Linked DNA regions of Gossypium hirsutum: region 1 is linked to region 2. The links are chromatin contacts, called in public Hi-C maps. All regions are on one chromosome and are shown on one strand. Each heading gives the region's core, a stretch centred on a gene start, on an enhancer-like site or on the middle of the called end of the contact. The rest is flanking DNA. Distances are from core to core; before and after follow the strand shown. Region 1 holds the start of LOC121209683 (probable galacturonosyltransferase-like 1). Region 2 has its middle 24 kb from the start of LOC121209679.

Evidence for each region. A called contact is a pair of places that touch in the nucleus more often than the background predicts.
Region 1: a Hi-C map of leaf shows a contact between it and region 2, with 3 times the contacts expected there. The contact joins the promoter of LOC121209683 here to the enhancer-like site in region 2. A contact is called at or near these places in 4 of 34 Hi-C or Micro-C datasets (callus, cotyledon and leaf).

What each region holds. Positions count from the first base shown.
Region 1 is chrA02:106,727,199-106,732,395 of Gossypium_hirsutum_v2.1, reverse strand. It overlaps LOC121209683 (probable galacturonosyltransferase-like 1), which reads left to right and starts at 2,048. Exons shown (of 1, transcript XM_041080774.1): 1 at 2,048-3,532. The coding sequence starts at 2,151. The coding sequence ends at 3,245.
Region 2 is chrA02:106,682,835-106,688,061 of Gossypium_hirsutum_v2.1, reverse strand. No RefSeq gene overlaps it. Among protein-coding and RNA genes, the nearest start is that of LOC121209679, 24 kb to the left of the region's middle. Within about 2 kb of position 3,516, at least 2 of the 9 cell types and tissues checked have an H3K27ac peak or open chromatin away from gene starts, as enhancers often do. A contact at or near this core is called in leaf, where this site is marked.

The DNA.
Region 1 (5,197 bases), core at 799-3,298, 46 kb before region 2:
ATGCAAGTAAACATATGCATTGATCTTGGATGTTCATCACACAACTTATGTCATGGATTCTAGTTACACGAATTATCCATTTGTGATGTGTATGTGATAATGATTTATTCTAGTAAAAAACGTGCATGTTGTAAGAGAAATTAAAATCATAATGATATTAAAGTGCCCATTTTTAACATGTGTAGTCCACTCTTTGAGATATAAGATGATATATAATTTGATTGTAATTAACTAATCCATAAATTTAGTTATTTTCACTGATGCCTGTAAGATCAAGTGATAAAAAGTTTGATATTCTATAAATAAGATTTCGGGTTTAAGTATTGTGAATATAGAAAATAGTTCTGAAAAAGTTTTGCCTTCGGGTTAAATTCAGCTTGTTTCGAGATTTAATTAAGAAAAAAATGTGATTACTGAATAGTAGAGAGTCTAAAAAAAAGATATTTTTTAATTAAAGCAATGGTTTTGACTAAATGATTATGAAAGTAATACTTATTAATTTTATACTATAATTAAACATATTGACAAGAGAGTGAATTATGGCTTGAATTATGTCAAGTTTAGATTTGTAATTTATATTCATCCAGCTCAGATCAAATTATGATTTAATTGATGAATTTCATACCAACCCAAATGAAATTTAAATTAAATTAAAATGGATTAAAATTTTGATTATTCGATTTTGATCCATATCCATGAAGAGCCTGTGGAATAATCAAAATTCAAGAGTTCAATTTAAAAATATTAATCCAATCATTGATGCAATTATGATTTTTCTCAAAATTTATCGTCGAAAGTAAATTATTATAAATTCAGTAAACATACTTGATAATAAGAAAATGTTTATAAAAAATACTAACACTGCCACTGATTAATTGGACTAAAATTTTAACATCGAAAAAAAGAAGAGTAAAAGTAATTACTTTGACAACTTTTTTTAATTGTGAGGATTAAATTTTAAATTTGATAAAATTAGAGGGGTTTATGGCATATTTTACCGAATGTGTAGTTAAAGATGCAGCTCCCACCATTTTCTTGTTTTCCATGTCTCTATCTCTTTTATTAGGACAATAAACTTTCCACCAATGGGACCCAACTTTTCTTCCTTATTGATGTCTAGCTTACGTGGCACTTCATGGTCCCACTCGTCGAAGCCATGTGGCAACTTTCATTTTGTCAATGTCACCCTTCAATTCACGTTTACACCAACGCCCCTTGCATTAAATGTTCTACGGAAGATATGGATCATGTTAGAAAAAGAGAAAAAAAATAAATATTGAAATTTTGGATCAAATCTTAGGTGAATTGACACTGTTGTAATTATAATAATAAAAAAGGCTATCAAAAGAAATTTTCGCCCAAGATTTAATAATTAGTCAATTCTTAACTTACGCGATAGAAATAAAAAACTATTGAATGATTTGATTTATCAACTTGTTCGACACTTCGTATTTGTTTATAGGCATGGTAATGAAATGATTAATGCTCTTGCTAATGCAGGGGTGAAGAGACTTGCGTTATTTAAAATGATTTTTGCTTGGTGATGAGTGTTTTTCTATCCTGTTTCACTCTTATGTTGTGTTAAAGGGTGATGACTGAATTCTGTCTTTCAACTAGTTAGAAAGTGTTTATAATCTTTTTTATTTTTTTATCAATGTCTTTCTCTTATTAATAAATTTGTATCAACTGAGTGGGAAAAAAAAAAACGAATATCAAACCCATAATTTTTGGATTTCCATAATTGTATGTTGAATATCATTAAAATACATAAAATGAAATTATCAATACGCTTAAATTAATCGATAATAAAAGAACAAAAATAAAAATATTATTATTTATAAAATTACAATTTTACATATTTCTAATATTTTTAATTTAATATTTTTAACATATCTATACATATTCATCATCCATTTTTTTTTAATTTTATCATTACAGTAATTAATTCTCAGTGTCCACACCCGAAAATAGCTTGACCATTGGTCCCTAGAAGTACCTGTTTTTTTTAATTTTAAACCCAAACGTGGGGTTTTTTTTATTTTGGGTTCAAAGTTGAAAACACAAAAGAAATTAGAAATCATTGATGTGTTCCCTTTTCCCCTATATTAAAAGCTTAGAAAACCAAAAATCTAAACTCCCACCAACAAAAGATGTCCAAATTTGCATTAGTAATCCCACCAAATAAACTCCACCGACACCACCACCACCGTCACCACCTCTTCCTCCTTTTCCTCCTCATCTCCGCCGTAAATGCCGCCCCTTCCTTGGCTTCAACCACCACTAATAATGACCAAAAGTTCAAAGAAGCTCCACAATTTTATAACGCACCCACTTGTCCTTCCATTAATGGCACCACCAATGAAATGTGTTCCCATGAAGCTGTTCATGTAGCAATGACCCTCGATGCCGCCTATTCGCGTGGTTCAATGACAGCTATTTTTTCCATCCTGCAACACTCTTCTTGCCCTCAAAACATCCTTTTCCACTTCGTCTCCACCTCCACCGCCGACCACCGTCACCTCCGCCTTACAATCACCCACTCTTTCCCTTCCCTTAAGTTCCAAATCTACCCATACGACTCCTCCGTCGTGTCCGGCCTTATCTCAACATCCATCCGGTCAGCACTCGACTCCCCACTCAACTACGCCCGGAACTACCTCGCCGACCTCCTCCCTCATTGCATACACCGCATCGTTTACCTAGACTCCGACCTCGTCCTAGTCGACGACATAGCCAAACTCGCCGCCACCCCACTGGACGAAAACACCGTTCTCGCCGCCCCGGAATATTGCAACGCCAACTTCACTTCATACTTCACCCCAACCTTCTGGTCCAACCCCACACTTTCCCTAACCTTCGCCGGCCGGAAACCTTGTTACTTCAACACCGGTGTAATGGTCATAGACTTACAAAAATGGCGTGAGGGTGATTACACCACCAAAATCATCGAATGGATGGAGCTTCAAAAAAGAATAAGGATCTACGAGTTAGGTTCATTGCCACCATTTTTACTCGTCTTTGCAGGCACCATAGCACCTGTTGATCATAGATGGAACCAACACGGGCTTGGAGGTGACAATTATAGAGGATTATGCAGAAATTTACATCCGGGTCGGGTTAGTTTATTACACTGGAGTGGTAAAGGGAAGCCATGGGTGAGACTTGATGCTAATCGACCATGTCCTTTAGATGCTTTATGGGCTCCTTATGATCTGCTACAAACACCCTTTGCTTTAGAACCTTAAAAAATTATGATTAGTATATGTTTTTTTCAACAATAATTTTCTTTTTCTGGGCTGAGATTTTTTCTTTCAATGATGCCATGGAACTTATAGAGAAAAAAAAATGGATCTGAGTGGAAAATTTTAAGATAAATTTTCTTGGAGATATATGTTCATAGATTCTATAGCAGTGAACATTAACAATCTTAGTACAATCTTTGCTTCTTTTCTTTATCTATGTATTGTTGAGGACAGTATATAATACATGTTATGCCTACTACAGAAATTAAAGATCAAAAGCTTTTTTGGTAGTTTGGTTTAATTATGATTTAGTCCCTCTACTTTACTTTGGTTTGTCTTTTACTTTACGAAAACTAAGAAGCTAATCCAATTAATTTGTTGCATATAAATTGAATTCTTTTTGTTGGTTTAATTGTGATTTTGTCCCCTACTTTTCAAAGATCGAGGAGTTGAGCTATTAATTTTTGCTAATTCACCGTCCATATAAAATGCTGTTGATTTTCAAATCAATCATTTAATGTTTTCTTTTTCTTGTAGGAAGCTTTTAATGTTGATTTGTTCTTGGTTTTTTGGCATGTTGAAGTAATTGATATTATTGCATCAATATTTCATCTTTTTAAATGGTAATAATTTGCAAAAATCAAGGACATTGATTGTGAAAATTAGAAAACCTATAATGGTGTTGTTGGAGCCTAGCAATGTCTGGTCTGAATTGAAATTCACCTTATTTTACTCCACCATTTAAGACAAGCTTGAGTTGTTTGTTTTCCTAGTTTTGTCTATATACCCTATTATGCGATCAACATTGTACTTTAATGTAATGAAAGCTTTATCATGGGAATAGCAATATACATTTTACTACTATTCATCGGGATTCATTTACATTGGTCTAAAATTAAAATAATTTTATATATTTTTATATAATTAATATTTAACTATTCAATTGTTATATTTCATAATCCGTTCATATAAATCATGTATGCCAAATTTAATATAAAGTTAAAATAATTAATTATTTGTTAATGTAAAAAAAAATCAACTATTCAATAAATATTAATATATGCAATATTTTAGATTGATATGATAGAAATATCGAATGATTTAAAATTTTACATCGATGACAAATTCAATTATATTGATAAATTCAGTGGTTGAATCATTAAGGTATTAACTATACAATTAGTTTTATACTAATGTAGGTAGATGCCTCCCATATACATATATTTTCTACTACTACTACTACTCTATCTTTAGCTTTATTTTTTTTTCTTTCTCTTCCTTTCATTTGGTGCCTTGTCTAGCCATAGCAAAACATTAAACTATGTTGTATCTTATTTTACATTGTAGAGAGAGTTTTACCTGACTATCACCTTCGGCTCAAATAAGACTATACTAAAATGGATGAGGACACTTGTGGTTTATACATAAAAATTTGAATATAAGACATTGGTACGTATAAGTATATTGAGGGAAGACCGACTTTTTCTAGAGAAGTTTTCAAAGTGGCGTCTATTGTGAGCCAACGAACTCCTCATTAAATTGGTATTGTCTTCGATTGGGGTTTTGTCTCCTAACTTTGGGAGAGCCCAAATGCCTGAGGCTATTTGAAGAGGTGGCATGTTCAATAAAACAGGAGTGTTTCATTAGATCGAATCATCTGTGGTGCACAATCACCTATCAAAATGATATGAGCATTCGTGCTTGATAGGATTTGACCTATGCCCCATAAACAACAACAATGAGCAAAATATGCTATTGCCTTAAGCACTCAAGTTCTCCAAAAAATCGAAAAATAAAACTCCAATTACAAATAAAACTGATTCATTCCCAATATACTATTCTTCAAAAATTTCTTTAAAAAAATAAAATAAAATCAAACTACCCTACATTCAACTTTCCCATATTACCCAATTCTCTACTAACAACCACAAATTAAGTTGATATTTTTAGCAAAA
Region 2 (5,227 bases), core at 2,267-4,766:
ACTGTTTATTTTGGTTTTTTATTTATGGGCCCCGGGCTAAATTGGGCCATAACAATAAGTATAAACACAATTAAAAATTGATCCAAGAATTTTAAATACGCTTCAAAGTTTATTTTAATTAACATTTAACCCTTAAATTAATAGTTTAACTAATTAAAAAACTTAATTAATATGATATTAATAATTTGAGATGTCAATTAAAAACTCTAAAATGTGAGTTTAATAGTAAGTAAGATTGGGAGTAAGGAAATTTTGAATTCTCAACTTCGAATTTCAAATTTATTTTAATTAAATTGGATTAGTTTATTAATTAGTCTGATTTGATTAATTGTTGTCCATGGCAACTTGAAGAACTCTCATTTGATCCCACCCAGCAGCTATTATCACAACACAAAAAAGATTTCTCTTCATCACTTTGTTTGAAACACATGCTGTCATTTAGCATATTATCCATAAAAATTAAAAGTCAACTTTGACATTCCTTGGCAATGAAACTTAAGTGCCTAAAGACAGCTTTCAACCTTGGCAATGAAACTTTATTTTTAACAATATAACATCATCTGATTCAAAATTGTACGTTATCATAGCATTAACAAAACTATTCTTTAATTTCCATTTATTTTGGCATTAAAAAGAACATTCTAGTAATCCAACATACCCAATGGATTCTTTTCACTCCGGTCTCTCTTTTCACCCTCTTTTTATGTTGTCGCTTGTTACAAAGCTATTCCAGAACCAACAGCCTGGTATTTGGTTGGATGATTTGATGATTGGATCGACGATTACAATTCCTATTCGATGTGATTGTCTCACCAGGAACCAAAACCGATGTAGGAGTTAACTATCTGTTGAGCTATCCGATTGTGTCGGGTATTAGTGAAATTTTTGGTGTTGACATCGGGATCCACTATCGAAAATCACCGTGCCACCTCCACCGCCACCACCATGGCCGCCCTCGCTTACAACAATATTCCCAAGTGGAAGCTCCAACAGAGCATAGATTTATATAGTTGTTGGAGTTTTTGTGAGCTATTGTGCTATAATGAACACAAAAATATTTCTTTCTTTATATCAGTTAAAATAGCTATGGTGATCCAAATAGGGTCAAAAATTAAGGGTTCAATGGATTTTGGGCCGGGCTTGAATTAATATGGGCTCTATTTAAATTATGGGTCTGGCCATAATTTGGCCCAAATAGTTGATTTGTAAAACCCTAACCGTTGGGTTCAATGCTCTTTGAGTTTGGAGTTGGGGATTATAATGAAGTTGCCAATATAGTTTAGCAAGTAATGTTTACAATGAAAGTAATGTTTAAGGGTTTACATTGTATAAATTGATGTTGATTGAATCTTAGTTCAATTGGCGTCAGCAGTGTTGTCAATGTAAGAAGATATGAGTTTGAGCATGTTAAAGTGCATTTATTTTTCTATTTAAAGATGGGGAGGTGTTATGGGTAACTTTAGGTATTATATTAAAAAAATATTAAAACTTGTTATTAAAATAAATTTTTAAATTTTTTTATGTTTGTTTTTAAGGGTTTAAAGCTATGGGATCTAAAAAAGAATTGTAGATTCAAGTTTTGATCTTTAAATGTGATGAATAACATTTTTAAATTGCATGAACCAATCAAATTAAATTTTGATTATGTTAAACTTTTTAATTATATATATAGAAGGGATCATAGAATATTATGTTTGTTTAGAACAACAACAATATTTCAAGTTTTTGGTCCCATAGTATTCTCTATTTTGAGAGAGATAAATTGTTGGTATTGTTAAAACTTAATTAAGCCCTCATAGTAAAATGTTTATAGGTCGGGTTGGATTGAGTTCGAACTAAACTCATTTATATGTCTATATTCATTTTCTTTGTCTAAACTTGGCTCGAATATGAGTTTAATTTTTTTACCCAAGTCAAATCCAAATATAAATATAAAAATCTAAGCTTGATTGACTAGTCCATATTTAACTTTGACAATTTTTTTTATGAAAATAACAAATTTAAAAAATAATGAATTAGCATACAATTTTGTCTTCGGGTTTGTGTGGATGGCTTGGCCCATAAACAACTATACTTGATAGGTTTCAATTTCATTGTGCACAATTTTCATGTGGGGTCTCTAATCTTACCATACATAATTGCCATGGTGGGTTTTGTGCAATTATATTTCAAATTCACATCCTTTTATCCTTTGTATTGGTTTGATTTTTTTTATAATTGCTCAGACATTTATCTATAATTATATTATATTTATACTTATAAACTCTAAAAAAAATAAATTTTATTACCATATATCCACTTCTATTAATTAATCCATAATTCTTTACCTTTAATAAGATGCTCAATTTCTATACCAATGATTAGGAGGTCCTTGATTAGTTAAATTAAGTTTTTAAAAAAAAGTGTAAACATCATATCTACCCAAAAAAGTGTAAAGATCATATACCAAAAATGGGTTAGCTCAATTATTTAATTTAATTATCTCTACATGTCATCAAACTCAAATCCAATATCTTAATCCTATTTTTTCCTTAAAAAAATTATGTGTTTTGATTAAATTTACAAGTGTTGGCAAATGTGGGATATGAAATACAAAAAAGTTATTTTCAATATCCCAAACCAAAGCAAAAGGCCAATCTTTAGTTCTCCATTTCCTCACCAATCCAAAAATAAAAAGAAAATATATGAGAAATTGACTGTTAAAAGTGGAGCTATTATGCAAGTTGTGTGTGCATCAAATCCAACACATACAATAAGTCCATCCAAAAAGCACAAAAAGAGCTCTTCTAGTCTTTAGCCTTAGACTAAAAACTTTAGGTTCCCACCTTCAAAGGCTGCAAATCACTCCACCCCTTCTCACACCATCTTTATGTGTCAAGCATTTATTGGATCATATGACCCAATTTAATTTAGGAACTAAATCAAACATTAAAATCAAATTTAAGTATCAAATAGTATATTAACCCTTATAATTATAACTATCTCAACTTTACCGTAAAGCCATATATGGTTGGCTTAGATGGTAAATATCAACTCAAATATAATTTGGAATGTATTTAAAATGTATGGATCAAATTGTAAACATTTGTGTTTCAATTCTAAGAATAGCTTAGATTTAACATGTCAAAGAAAAAAAAATAGAAATAACATGCTAGATCAAAGTTGCCAATGCCTCGTGTATATATATATATTCAAATTGGCTCACATATTCGAAATATACTCCAATAAGATTCAAATTGACAGTTAGACTAATAGAGAGACTTGATTGATATATTACTGATATTTTGATGACTCAATTAGAATGATTTAAAGTTTAGTGATCAATTTAAAATTTGAATAATAGGTTGTGGAGGTTTCGTGAAATTAACCCTTTTTATGTATGGTATGATTTATTCAACTTCACCCTCGTTTTCTCATTTCATAATGGAGGAGGAAAAATCACTATCCCCATGCCTCTTGGCAAACAGCCTGTCACCTCGCATTTTATGACACATGTCACGTTTCGAACACCATTGATATCGGTGTGGACCACCACTCCCATGTGGCTGCGGCCACCCTTTGCCGGCCTTATGCCAATTTAGGACCACCACCCTTAGAGGTATACATTCTTCATATATATTATCAAGAGAGCTCCCATTTTGGGTCGTTTTCTTATATGGGGCCAATGCTCCCTGAAGGTATTCAAAATCCAAAGGACTCATCACTAATATTTTTCTTATTCAAACATTTTCATTTAAATAATTTTCATTATTTATTTCAATTATACATATTCTTGATTAATGATCCCATGCTAAAAAAAAGAAAAGTAAAAAAAAATGATACCTTGATTGCCTTTCTATATGATATCTCAAGTTATGTACAAACATATACTCTAGCTTGTAGTACCAAAATTTGGGACCATAATTAAGTCTCATATTAATTGCTTTTGTTCTTATCTAATCTTAGTCCTTTTCAAAGAATGCAGTTTCATACTCTTATTTTTCTATTATATATATATATTCACATATGAGAGCATTGAAGAAGGCAAGGGGGTTACCCCAAAATGATAAATTAGGTTAAACTGTTGCTAAGAATTGTAAATTGTAAATTAATGTAATGATAAAATTATATTTTAACTCTTCAAAATTTTATAACTCAGGATGAAAATATTGATATAATATTAAACTATTAGAAAAGAAATATAAATACTCGAGTTTTATATATATATATATATGATTAAGACATAGCATAAAAACAGGCTCTTGTATCTATAATTTGTATCATTTTTAAGCTAAAACTTAGCCCACATACATGTGTGAGTAATACCCAGTTTTTTTTTCTTTCCAATCAAAGTAATAGATAATAAAATTTTTATAATACAAAAAGATGATATAAAATATATTCTAACATTATATGATTATGGTGTGGCCAAAGTATACCAAAAAAATTCACAACATAAACAATCAATATAGTGTGACAAGATTGGCGACTTCGAAATACATAACATAGGGTTAAAATAGTAATTTTTGTTTGTCTCATGTTATATTTTAATTACTTTTGTGTGAAATATTACGTCTTAGTCACTTACATTATTGTGTTGTAACATTTTAGTCATTGAGCCGTTAATTGTCGTTAATGGTGTAATGGTAAGCTGATGTGATATGTTAAATCATCATTTCAAATTAAAATTTTAGATTAAATTCTATAATTGATCCCTATAATTTTACATTTTGAGAAATTTAATTTTTCTTTTATGTCCTTTTAAATTTATTTTATTTTTCATTTTCTTCTGCTTCTCCCTCAGTTTTCCTCCCTTGTTCATTTCTTTTAGCATAGTTTTTCTATGTTTTTCATTTGTTAAAACTAGTCCACAAGCTCACCTCACTCGAAAAAATTAAATTGTTCAAAAAATAAAAGTATAGGGACTAATTTTAACAAATGAAAAATATAGAAAAATTATGTTAAAAGAAATGAAGAAGGGGGAAAACAAAGGGAGAAGCAGAAGAGAATGAAAAATAAAGAAAAAAAAGAAAAGTTAAAAAATAAAAGAAAAAATTAAATTGCTCAAAATGAAAAAATATGGGGATTAATTGTATAAATTAATCTATTTTTTTTAAATGATGATTTAACGTGCCACATCAGCTTACCGTTACACCGTTAATGACAATTAATAGCTCAATGACTAAATGTTACAACGCGATAACGTAAGTGACAAAAATATAATATTTCAAACATAAGTGATTAAAAT